2 separate regions of the Ovis aries genome follow, and region 1 is linked to region 2. A link is a contact called in public Hi-C data. All regions are on one chromosome and are shown on one strand. The core of a region is the stretch at or near the end of the contact, and the rest is flanking DNA. Distances in the headings are between cores, read along the strand shown. Region 1 holds the start of MEGF10 (multiple EGF like domains 10). Region 2 overlaps MEGF10 (multiple EGF like domains 10).

Region 1 (6,370 bases), core at 1,136-3,635, 150 kb after region 2:
AGTTTACAGGTTGTAAACTGAGTGTAGACTTCCCACCTGCTAACCTGTCCCAAGCACCTTTTGACACTTGACCATGACCCGTCCTCTACCAATCCCAGCCCTGCAATTTGCACCTTTCCTCTAAACAAGCCCCAGCAGGAAGCAATACAAAGACCATGTCGGAGCAAAGTTTGACAATGCATCACATTCTAGGTGGGAATGAAGCCTACCTGAGCACAGTTTTCAAAGCTCATCCAAACAGAAAGAATGGCTAACACTGATAACTAACAAAAACTATATCATCACAATACGAGTTAACGCTGTTAGAATAATAATGATGATGATGCTAATAACAGCTAATATGTGCTTACTATAGCCAGGCATGTTAGCATTCCACACACATGTTAACTTATTTAATCCTTTGAACTACCCTCTGGTATAGCATTGTTATTTTTCTGACTTTGCAGCTGAGGAGAGAAAGATTAAGTAATACCCCAAATCATACAACCGGATAGTGGCAGAGTTAGCAGTTTCCCCCAGGTCCCCTGGTCCCAGAGCATCCCCTCTGTTGAACACTATGACCTCAGAGTAGAACAGCAAAAAGTACCCTGCAAGCTGACCTCTTCAGAAAAATGATCTGGTCCTAGTCTTTTCATCCATAAGAAGTGAAACATCACATACAGTGAAGACCATACACAACGTGAGGCTCAGAATATAAAGGAGAAAGGCCAGGAAAGCCCAGTTTAGGAATAATAAAATCTCGAACTTTAACTCTCCCTGAAGAATTTGGATTCTCCTGTGGGGATATTTTCTAAAGAAGTATCAAAGATGTCACTACATTTCATTTACGCAGTGGTATCACTCATTTCCAGAAAGAAAGACAAAATACTTTCGTAAACCAGGACTAAAAGTCCTAGATCCAAGGAATTAAAAAGACCAACAGGAGACAGATCTTTCCATGGTAACTATACTGGAGGAGGAAATGGCATCCCACTCCGGTATTCTTGTCTGCAGAACCCCATAGACAGAGGAGCCTGGCGGGCTACCGTCCATGGAGTGGCAAAAGAGTCGGACACGACTGAGCGACTAATACTTTCACACAGGGCTGGAAGAACCGCCCTTCCCAACATCCCCTGAGGTACCAGGTATTCAAACAGGTAACAGACGCCTCCAGTCACCCAGCCTGTGATCCTGATGCCCCCTAAGAGACCGTGAGAACACAGGAGGAGGGAACATCCCAGTCTGACCGCACAATCTGAATAACAAGTCCTGGAGAAAGAGAAGTTTAGAAAACAAGATCCCAGAGGAGAAGCAAAGTGGACCAGACAGCAAGGACCCCGCCAAAACTGTTTCATTCCCAGTCTCCCCAAATCTGCCTACACACATCTACGACACTGGTCAACAGAGAATCAACACAAACAAGGAAACACAAGGGCAGAAATTATGCAGAGCAAGATGGGGCATCTCACGAAAAATACTCCAAGAAGTTCTACCCAGCTCCCAGTACAAGACCAAATCCAAACACTAACAATAAACCCTTGAAACCAGTAAACAAGCCAGACCGAGCCCATCTCGCCCCACCTCACGGGGCACCCGGGGTATCCTGGCTAAGGAAAGTCTGCCCCCCATTCCGGCCAAGGTCCAGAGGCTGCCAGAAGGGAGTTTGCCCAACTCTTACCCGAGATCCTGAGATTCACAGCGCAACACTTTCCCCCGGGTTTTCACGCAGCGCCAGTGGAGAAACAGAATCTGTTCCAAAAGGCGCAGTTCGGTTCCGAGCAGAGTCCCCAAAAGAGCGATACTTCGGAGCCTTGGTTCAGGCTTAGAGGCTCGGGAAAGAAGACGGGTCTCCGTGAGTTTCCGGACCCCCGGTTTCGCGCACCGAGAAAGTACTCGCTGCAAACTTGAGTCGGGTTTTCTCCGTCTGGCCCGAGATGCTGAAGGAGGAGGGGAGTAACCCGAGCCCGGCGCTGGATGCGAGCAGTTGCCGCTGCTGCAGCTGCTGCCGCCGGGACAGAGACGACTGGGGGGCGGGCGCGGGGGCGGGGGTCGCTGGGCGCGGCGGGCAGTCCCTAGTGTGACCTGCAGGATCCTCCCGGCCCAGTTCCTGTGCCCCGATCACGGGCTGTCCCTGTCCTGAGCGGCTTCCACCGCCCGGAGAGACTCCGCCAATAGTCTGGCTACTAAACTGGCACACCTTGGGGTTACCTCGTGGGATTTACCAAGGAGTAGCGGAGAGAGTGCCCGTCTGAGTCTCAATTCACTCTCAGGGCCCCAGTGTCAAAGTCCCCATAGGTGTTCTGGAGCCCCTGTGAAGACTGGGGGGAGTGGGGACAGCACCCGAGCAACCAGCAGGAGTGGATGGCACGTCCCCAGCGGTGCCAGGGAGCGAGCGCAACCGCGGGACAGAGAAGGGAGGAGTGACCTCGCAGTACAAAAGTGTGCGCTGCAGCAACAAAGTGGTTGGAGAGGTGGGGCGTGGGGTGAGGGAGTCCTACGGAGGCGGAGCGGAGAGACAACTCCACGGGCCAGCAGCAAAATCCCTCCAGGCCAACTAAGACTTCCCGGGCGGAGATTTCTTGGGGAATGGCTCCCTCTGCCGACTCTCCAGGGAGACCCCAGGAGACCCAAAGACGGAAAGCGATAAGGATGAAAAGGCTTTTCCCTATCTGCGTATTTGGGGAGACATAAATTTTGGAATCTCCTTCTCTGATCACCATCTTCTTTCTTAGGAAACAATTAACCTACATGAGAACGACCTGAGAAGATACACACTTCTTATCCATGGAAAGTTGTTAGTTTTTTTTTTTTTTTTCAATATTAAGCTGAATTCTATCCTCCCCACTCCCCAAAAGACTTGTGCTCCATTTTCACACCAGATGAGCCACTCCTGTTCCTTACATTAATATAAACTCTTTCTTTTTAGAGAGACCTCAAATGCATATGTGACCTCAGTCAGTAACAGTACAGGGCAAACAGTCCATGCTCAAAGTTATACTTGAATGGAATGAATGAGCATGTATATTTGAAGCCCCTCACTATTCTCCTTGGTCACCCCTGGAAATAAACAGCGGAAGACTGTTTCTGATTGTTTGTTTACCAGATAACATCACCCTTTCTTCTGGTTAACAGTACCTTCCTTCCTTTTTCTTGAAGGACCACCCCTGCCACATTTAGGGCATTCTGGATGGGAAGGTCATTCAGGATGGTCCGGCTTTTCTGAGTCCAAGAATGGGCACCTGCTAAGCTAGTCCCCTTAGACCTTCTCTTCCAGGAATACTAACGCTGACCAGAGCGGCACAGGTGGAATAAATCTAGTGCTGATTGATCCATATGACAGTGTTCTGGAGACTGACCTTTAGGTCATGTCATTTATACCCCAAAGCTCCCTGTTTTATACTTTATGAAACCTGGTTACTTCACTTCCTTTGATTTTTTAATTAACTTTATTGACATATGATTTACATTCAATGTTACTGTCATATCAAAGATAGAGTTTGAAAAGTTTTGAATAATGTACACACCCATGGAACCACTACTACAATCAAGATAATGAACAATCATTCCCAGAAAGTTCTCTTTTACCTCTTTTGAATTCAGTTACCCACCTCATTTTATCCCTGACCCACGCGACTGCTGTCTGTAGCCTTAGATTTGTCTTTCCTTCCATTGTAGAAGCTCCTTCTACAATGGAATCATATAAGATGCATTCCTTTATGTCTGACTTCTTCACTCAGCATAATGTTTCTGAAATTCGTCAAAATAGTTTGTAAAAGTAGGTTGCTTTCTGTTTATTGGTGAGTATTATTCCATTGTGTGGATATACTGCCATTTGCCCATCCACCAAATGTTTTCAATTTAGATTTATAATAAATAAAGCAGCGAGGAACTTTCGTGTAAAAGTTTTTTGGACATACGTTGTTATTGCTCTTATTTCACAGGAGTGGAATTACTGGATTATACAGTGTGTGTTTACATATATAATAGAGATTAACTGTTTTCCAAAGTTAATGCATCACTTTATATTCCCAATAGCAATATATGACAGTCGCTCCACATTATCATCAACACTTGGTATTGTCTGTCTTTTTATTTTAGCCATTCCATTGAGTATATAGCAGTATCTCATTATGGCTTTAATTTGCATTTCCCTAATAAACTGTGGAAAATTCTGAGAGAGCTGCTAATACCAAACTACCTGACCTGCCTCTTGAGAAATCTGTATGCAGGTCAGGAAGCAACAGTTAGAACTGGACATGGAACAACAGACTGGTTCCAAATAGGAAAGGAGTATGTCAAGGCTGTATGTTGTCACCCTGCTTATTTAACTTCTATGCAGAGTACATCATGAGAAATGCTGGACTGGAAGAAACACAAGCTGTAATCAAGGTGGCCAGGAGAAATATCAATAACCTCAGATATGCGGATGATACCACCCTTATGGCAGAAATTGAAGAGGAACTAAAAAGCCTCTTGATGAAAGTGAAAGAGGAGAGTAAAAAGTTAGCTTAAAGCTTAACATTCAGAAAACAAAGATCATGGCATCTGGTCCCATCACTTCATGGGAAATAGATGGGGAAACAGTGGAAACAGCATCAGACTTTATTTTTTGGGGCTCCAAAATCACTGCAGATGGTGACTGCAGCCATGAAATTAAAAGACGCTTACTCCTTGGAAGAAAAGTTATGACCAACCTAGAGAGCATATTCAAAAGCAGAGACATCACTTTGCCGACTAAGGTCCGTCTAGTCAAGGCTATGGTTTTTCCAGTGTTCATGTATGGATGTGAGAAGTTGGACTTTGAAGAAAGCTGAGTGCCGAAGAATTGATGCTTTTGAGCTGTGGTGTTGGAGAAGACTCTTGAGAGTCCCTTGGACTGCAAGGAGATCCAACCAGTCCATTCTGAAGGAGATCAACCCTGGGATTTCTTTGGAAGGAATGATGCTAAAGCTGAAACTCCAGTACTTTGGCCACCTCATGAGAAGAGTTGACTCACTGGAAAAGACTCTGATGCTGGGAGGGATTGGGGGCAGGAGGAGAAGGGGACGACAGAGGCTGAGATGGTTGGATGGCATCACGGACTTGATGGACGTGAGTCTGAGTGAACTCCGGGAGTTGGTGACGGACAGGGAGGCCTGGCGTGCTGCGATTCATGGGGTCGCAAAGAGTCAGACATGACTGAGCAACTGAACTGAACTGAACTAATAACTAATGATCTTCCCAGGTGGCAGAGTGGTAAAGAATCTGCCAAGGCAGAAGATGCAAGAGACAGGAGGTTTGAACCCTGGGTCAGAAAGATCTCCTGGGGGTAGGAAATGGCAACACACTCTAGTAATCTAGCCTGGGAAATCTCATGGACAGAGGAGCCTGGCAGGCTATATTCCGTGGGATTGCAAAGAGTCTAGGACATGACTTAGAGACTAAATAAGAACGAAAAATGACTAATGATGGTGAACAAAGATGTTTGCCACCTTTTCATGTGCTTGCATTTCATTAGTTCTTTGATAAAGTAGCCAAAGTTTCTTGTCCAATTTTTAAGCAGATCATTTGTCTTCTTGTTATTGGGTTGTATGAATTCACATATTCTAAAAATCAGGCATTTGTCATATATGTGTATAACAAATATACTGTTTCAGTTTGTCTCTTTTATTTCTCAATGTTTCTTTCAAACAACATAATTTTTTTTGACAAAGTCTAATTTATCAGCTGTTTCTTTTACAGCTGTGTTTTCCATGTTTTATCTAAGAGATCTTTGCTTACCCCAAGGTCATGAAGATTTTTTCCCACTATTTCTTCCAAAATTTATAATTTAAGCTGTTATGTTTAGGCCTGCTCCGTCTACTTCTGCTTCATTGCCTACCCTCAGCCCTTGGCTATGTGGATCACAACAAACTATGAAAATTCATTAAGAGACAGGAATACCAGACCACCCACCTGACTCCTGAGAAACCTGTATGTTGGTCAAGAAGCAACATTTAGAGCCGAACATGGAACAATGGACTGGTTCAAAACTGGGAAAGAAGTACATCAAGGCTGTATATTGTCACCTTGCTTATTTAACTTCTATGCAGAGTACATTAGGCAAAATGCCAGGCTGGAATCAAGATTGCCAGGAGAAATATCAACAACCTCAAATACGTAGATGATACCACCCTGATGTCAGAAAGTGAAGAGGAATTGAAGAGCTTCTTGATGAGGGTAAAAGAGGAGAGTGAAAAAGCTGGCTCATTATTCAAAAAACTAACATCAAAGCACCTGTTCCTATCATTTTATGGCAAATAGATAGGGAAACAATGGAAACAGTCAGAGACTTTATTTTCTTGGGCTCCCAAATCACTGCAGATGGTGACTGCAGCCATTAAATTAAAAGATGCTTGCTCCTTGGAAGAAA
Region 2 (6,558 bases), core at 784-3,283:
ATAGATGTAACAAGGCCCCTGATATAGCAAGGAGATCCATAGCAAAGATAAGCTTTTTTTCTCATAATTTACCCATCATTTCATTTCTGAAGAATCAGGTAATTCTAGAGATCACCTATCAAGACTTCTTTCTCTAATCACGTGAGTATATTTCAACAGAATCAAGCTCACATTTAAATAATTTATTTTAGGGCCGCAAAGAAGTCTTTTTTTGGCAAGTAAATTTTAACAATTCTATTACCAACTCCCCCTGAAAATTCAATTCCTTTTCTTTTTCTCTATCACTAGTAACAATCAGTCATCATTTTGCAGATATTAATGCCAAGTCTATTTGGAGACAAACATAAGGCACGTCTCAGTCAGGTGGCAACTCCAGGAAAAAGGCATGAAGCTGTCTTTTCCCCTCTTGCTTCACCTTTTTCTCCTGTTGCTATGCATCCCTTTCAGACCTCTGTGCCCTTCTGTCATCTTTTGCTTCATCTTATAGTCAGAAAGGGATAAGATAAATTTATTATTACTGAGGGGTTATCACCTTTAGAAAATTAGTATTTTAGAAAGCATACCTGTTAGGAGCCCAAGAAATAAATCACTGTGAAATTTAAATCTGAAAGGCTAACTGAAATTCAGGAAGTAGCCCTGGGATAAGTGCTTTTCTAGGTCACAGTTAGTGTATGGACAATGATGTGCCCTCCATATTAGGCTAACCCTAAAGTGAAACTTTCTCCAGGATAGGGAATTGTAAGTTTGCTTTAACTATTTTGTGGGGTAAGGTAGGCGGCTGGGTGTTGTGTGTGAGTGTCTGTTTTATGCCTTACTTATTTCCACTGATTTCATCTTACTCTTTGCCAACCTTGCTGGAGTCCTATAAGACACCTTTTTGTTTCCTTGTTTCAAAGACAGAAAAGAGAATTCAGCTCAATAAAGATTGAAGGGGTCTAGACACTGCTGGCTTGCTAATGACAGGTTCTCTAAGAAAGACCTCCAACTCTAGAGTGAGAATGGCCCTAGGAGAGACATATCCAATCCTGTCTGGAGATCATGATCAGGGAAGGAAGTAGCTTGTGAAGGTGGAGGAGGGTCCCAGGCTAATAGCATGGTGGTGCAAGGCTCAGGCCCTAAGAAGATGTGTCTATCCTTCAGAAGTCAAGTGTTGGCGACAGCTGAAATTGGTGCTGGGAAAAGCAAGAAAGACAGTGAGGCAGCCAAGCAGTGGTCACAAAAGGAAGAGTCAAGGATGCCATTCTACGGAGTATGAGATTCCTCCTGAGTTAACAGTGAAAAAAATGGCAAGGTCTTGAACTAAATCAATGGCACCTGAGGGAGATGAATTCCAGAGAAGTACGGAAGAGAATGCAGAGGAAAGACCACTCTCCAGTCCATACTCCATCCAGGGTAATATAAGAATTCTCACAGCCCCATGAGAGTTGGTGCCTACTATTGTCACTGCAGTGCCCAGTACATGAAGGATGCTAAATGTCTTTTGAATGAGTCAATAAGCACAGCTCCTCTTTCCAACATAATATTCAGGACCATTTTCTAATTGGATGGAGCAACCATACCATTCTTTGTTTCTCTGAAGAAGATATGAGAAGGACATTCCAACCAGGAAGCCCAACATGTTAATATTCTGTATATCTAAACTGAGGACCCTTGCTAGCTAAGGGAGTGGAAATGTCTGCCTTCCTTATCTGGGGCAAGACAGACTTTCATTAGCTCAGGTCTGTGATTTTAAATGTTAGTCCAGATTATAAAGCAACCGGAGATCTAAAGGATATCTTGAGGAAATTCCTTTGGAATGTTTATCAAAGTACAGATAGAGGCTTTAATATGAGTTACTCCGGGAAACAATTTCCTACACTATTTGGAAGAAGGGACAAAACAGAAAGGGTATATCTTTAAATTTGTAGGATTCTCTGGTTCAATGCAAGTATTTTTTCCTGATAAATGTTCTAACACTGATAAGGAGATCTGTGAGGGACTGCTTTTGCCAGGACCAAGGACAAAGAGCTCTTTGATAGCCCTCAAGAGTTGCTAGGCAATGGCTGAGTGATCGTGATAAACTTCAGCTAAGCAGCTCTAAAGAAATGCTCATGCATTTAATGCATGATGCATTATGCCTGCGGCCTTCACGTGAAATCAGCATTCACTAGGCATTTGTGATTATGTGAACGCAGTAAATAAATCATTTGGGGTGTTATTATTTCCCCCTCTCAGAGATCTAACCCAAACTCCTGGTCTTGCTTAATTGTTTATATTCCTTATGCCACTATTGCAATATTTGGGCATCAGTGAATGAAGGAAATGATTTCAATTCGATATCCTGTTCCCAAGCAACCAACTACTAACTATCTATTACAGTGAAGAGTGTGATTTGTTAATAATCACTGGGTTTGGTGATTATAGGAGAGAGGAATCGAAGACACTCAGCAACTGAATACTTGGTCATAACGCTGTCTCTGCTTTTCTAATCCTCTGGACACCCAAGGCATACAGTGGTACAGACAAGCAACTCCCCGGCGTATCGACCTCTGCCCGCCCAGTGCCTTCCCTGGGAGCTATAAGCACCTTCCTGCCACCAGGAGCCGGTACCACCTCATCTTCCTGCTCCCAGCACCAAACACCGCAGTTGCATACAAGGTGGAGACACTCCGCAAACGGTCGTTAAATCAAAGTTTTCTCTTTGTATACTATTCATGTAAATGTTAAAGGTCCATTAAAAAGGATCTGCTGTTGGTCACCAGGTTGAAAACTATCTTCATAAGTAAGTAATGTAAATCGGAGATGTTTGCATTTGCAGTGGCAACAGCAAACACCAGAAATCATGGTCTGCCTTAGTCTGGACCCAGATAAAAGCAAACAGGACAGGATGCCGGGCAGACTGGTGAAGCTAGAAGCTTGGCTTTTTCTGCAGCCTCTCTTTTAGGAAGGTGAGTGCCTCCCTTCACCCTCACTTTAGGGACCCCAAGTTTTGCTTTTAAGTTACTGCCTCTCCCAAGCCCACAGACACGTAACAAAGCATATGCTACATTTTCCCACTCCCCTGTCCACCCCCAATACTTTGAAGGGTCAACTAATGAGTCATTCATTTGCTTACTATGACAATTCAGGCGTCACAGATCAGTACCTGGAGTTGCAGCTCCCTTACTCAGCTGGTCAGAGTTGGTGTGGGTAGAGCCACTTAGAAAGATATCTCTATGCTTCTTCTAGTCTTCTGCCACTGGCTATGAGGCTTTCTGTAGCAGAAATGTTCCCCTGGACTTCAACTTCTTCAATCATTAGAATAGCAAGGTAGAGCAGAGGCCAGCTCACAGATGGGTAATGGCTACTACAATTACTGGGGTTCCTTTTCAAGTAACAGACAAAGCCACCAAGTAAGGCTCTGCAGGTTGCACACTGCACAAAGGCCTTTGGCTAAAGGGCTAAGTCAGAGCATAAATCTAGCTTGTTGCTTTCTACGACCAAGAAGCACACTCTGAGGCATTTCAAACCTTTTCTAAATTTATACAAAAGGTACTTTATGGGCTGGCAGTGGCTCCATCCTTCTCACCCACCCTCCAGACTGTCATTCAGTAGGTCTGAAGTGGGGCCAAGAATATACAAGTTAGAGGAGCTCCCAGTTGACAGTGATCTTAGCCAGGGTTGGGAACCAGGCTGGAGGCTACTTATCCTCCCAGACAGCTGGAAAGAGACCTTGATTAGCTGTAACACTCAGCAAAGAGGTGATCTAGCTGACTGAAGTCAGAGAGGAAAGGAAGGAGAGAAGAACAGTGGCATGTTTCTAGTGTTTTGGGGAAGTAGTTTACAAAGCATATCACTCCACTACTCTGGAAACACACATACACGTACACATAGACCTAATTATATTTCTGGAATTTCAGGATAATGATTTTGAAAAGTCATCTCATTTATGTGTGTGTGTGTGTGTGTGTGTGTGTGTGTGTGCGTGTGTAACAGAGGTGTGGGAGACGAAGCCCAGGACACAAGGATGTTTCATTCTTCTCTTTCTCTCTCTTTTTTTTTTTTTTTTTTTTTACTGCAATCTGCCTCTGTTTGATAAAGTAACCTATTGGCTAAACACATCAATAAATTAAGGTTTTAATTAACAGCATATAATAAAAGTGTATGTCTCTTCTTTTAAAAAATGGTACATTTCTTTTGGAAATAGTATCTAGGATGTCAGACGCAACTTTTGGTTAGTATTTATGGCAGTACATTTTGAAGACTTATTTTATGACTAGGTAAAATGGGACAATCAATTATAGTATAAATAAATAAGAGTCTCATTTCCTTTAAGAGAAAAAAAAGACCGTCAAACATTAGAAAAGAGAATGAAGTTACAAAGGTGGTGAATGAGCACCTTGGTGAGACAGCAAGCTGACTTCCTCTCTATAGCACGTTAGAGCCTGACTCCCTCAGTGTTGGTATATCCATTTCTTTGTAAGGAGGGATAAAGCTCTTCTGACCCTTTGTTTTTTCAATCTCCACACTCCTAGGCCAGATCCATCTCTCCTCAGTGTCCTCAGCAGCCGAGCACTGTTGGTGTCTCTACAGATCAAATCTCGATAATTTGGTCAAGGGAAGAGTCCAGGTTTCCAAGTTAGATTTCACTGATTCTTTCTCAAAGCCCTTGCTTTTATCCCCCATATTTGCTACTCTCTTTAGCAATTCTCTACATATCACCGAGAGCAAATTCCACAGCAAAGAGAAAGGAAAGAGAATCACTTGCTTTCCTGAATTGAGGTTATTTATTTTGCCCCAAACCTGATATCTAAATGAAAAGCAAAGTTTTTTTTATTTCAAAATGTCCATATGAAGTACTCATTCAAAATAAGTTTGTGATGAAAAATGATACGTCTACCCAATGTTGACAATGAAATAATACAGAGTCTACTTTTCTTTTAGAAAAACAAGGCAATCCTTGACCCAATTGTAGGGTGTTTTTCAAAACTTCAGCAATTTTCTTTTCCTGTATACACATTTGCTTATACAAGTATGTTCTGTGAGTGTGGGGGATGACCTCTCTAAACAATGTCTCCCGGCAGCCTTAGATTCTTAACAGACCAAGAGTCCACACAGAAGACCCAGAGAAGTAAGACCCTGGAGCCAGGAAGCAAAGAGATGGTGAGCAACAAGTGATAGAACAATGAAGCAGCAAAACTTCCTCCCTTTGGAGAAGCAGACCAGTCACAGATGGACAGAGGATTACAAGATTATGCCGTGTGACAAAGCCCCTGCATTCCTGCAGGAGCTCCACAGGTCTAAGGCCAGATGGGATCATTTGTCTTACCCCATGACCCAGACTATGGAATGCAACTGACACATTTTCTGGCTGGCTTCAGGCCAAATCATATCTCCTGCTTTTCTCATGTATACAACAGCATGCTTTTCACAAGCTGGTTCTAAACCGTCAAAGCAGGTGTATACTTGATCAATGACTGGTGGGTCCAGGAACATGTCACACTTCCTCTACATTCATAAGACAAAAGTAGCCTTGGTGGAGTATGGCCCAAAACAAATGATGTGGCTTCTCTATTAGAAAAGCCCTGAATACGCCAGGGGGTTAAAAACGCTATTTGCTTCACTGTGGTCATTGAGAACTTAGTAGTGGTCACTCCATTTGAGAACTTCAGGAACCCTTGCAAAGTCACAAAATCTGGTTTAATTCCTATGTATTAATAGTTTTAACATGTAGTAACTGAGAACCAAGTAGAAACATGGGAAAGTGGAATTTCATACTGTAGAGTCAGAGTTATCTCAGTCTTTGCAAGTCAAGGAGGAACTGGAGGACTGTGGAGTCTGTGTTTCAGTGGGTAGCTCCTAGTGACAGAAAATAAAGTCTATTACACAAGCCTTGACTTGTTCCGAAGGTAGCTCTCAGAAACTAGAAATCAAACACAAGAAGTTTGTTTCAGTTTGTCAGAAGCCTAAGAAGCTCTCAACAAATTGCAAAGAGCTGAGAGACACCACTCCAGAGGTTACTGATGGCATCCTTATTTTCAAAGATCTGAAGACTTAATATTGTTAAGTTGGCACTATTCCTGTCATGGATATATAGACTCAATTCTCTTTAAATTTCCACCCTGTTTCTTTGCAGGAATTAACATGCTGATCCAGAAACACAAAGGGAAATTCAAGCAACCCAGGCTAGCCAAACAATCTTGAAAAAGACCAAAGTTGAAAGACTCACACTTTCCAATTTTAAAATTTTCTACAAAGTTACAGCAATCAAAACAGTATGTTACTTACATAAGGATAGACATATTTGTCAATGGAATAAAACTGACAACCCAGAAATAAATAAGTCACATTTATGGTCAACTGATTTCTGACAAGGTTATCAAGACAATACAGTAGGGGGAAGAAGGCTCTTCTCATCAAATGGTGCTGGGACAGCAGGATTTTGACATAAACAATGGATGAATTTGGACCCTTATGCACACCATATGCCAAAACAAACTCAAAATGTATCAAAGACTTAAATGTAAAAGCTAAAATTATAAAACTCTAAGAAGAATACAGAGGCATAAATCTCCTTTATCTAGGACTAGGCAATGATTT

The links. A called contact is a pair of places that touch in the nucleus more often than the background predicts.
Region 1: a contact with region 2 is called in a Hi-C map of hypothalamus, with 3 times the contacts expected there. The contact joins the promoter of MEGF10 here to the enhancer-like site in region 2. A contact is called at or near these places in 4 of 16 Hi-C or Micro-C datasets (blood, hypothalamus, omental adipose tissue and 1 more).

Annotation. Positions count from the first base shown.
Region 1 is chr5:24,464,582-24,470,951 of ARS-UI_Ramb_v3.0, forward strand. MEGF10 (multiple EGF like domains 10) reads right to left here and starts at 2,386. Exons shown (of 26, transcript XM_042250276.2): 1 at 1,658-2,386.
Region 2 is chr5:24,311,493-24,318,050 of ARS-UI_Ramb_v3.0, forward strand. The region is part of intron 14 of MEGF10 (multiple EGF like domains 10); the gene reads right to left. Among named protein-coding and RNA genes, the nearest start is that of PRRC1, 110 kb to the left of the region's middle. Within about 2 kb of position 2,034, at least 6 of the 54 cell types and tissues checked have an H3K27ac peak or open chromatin away from gene starts, as enhancers often do. A contact at or near this core is called in hypothalamus, where this site is marked.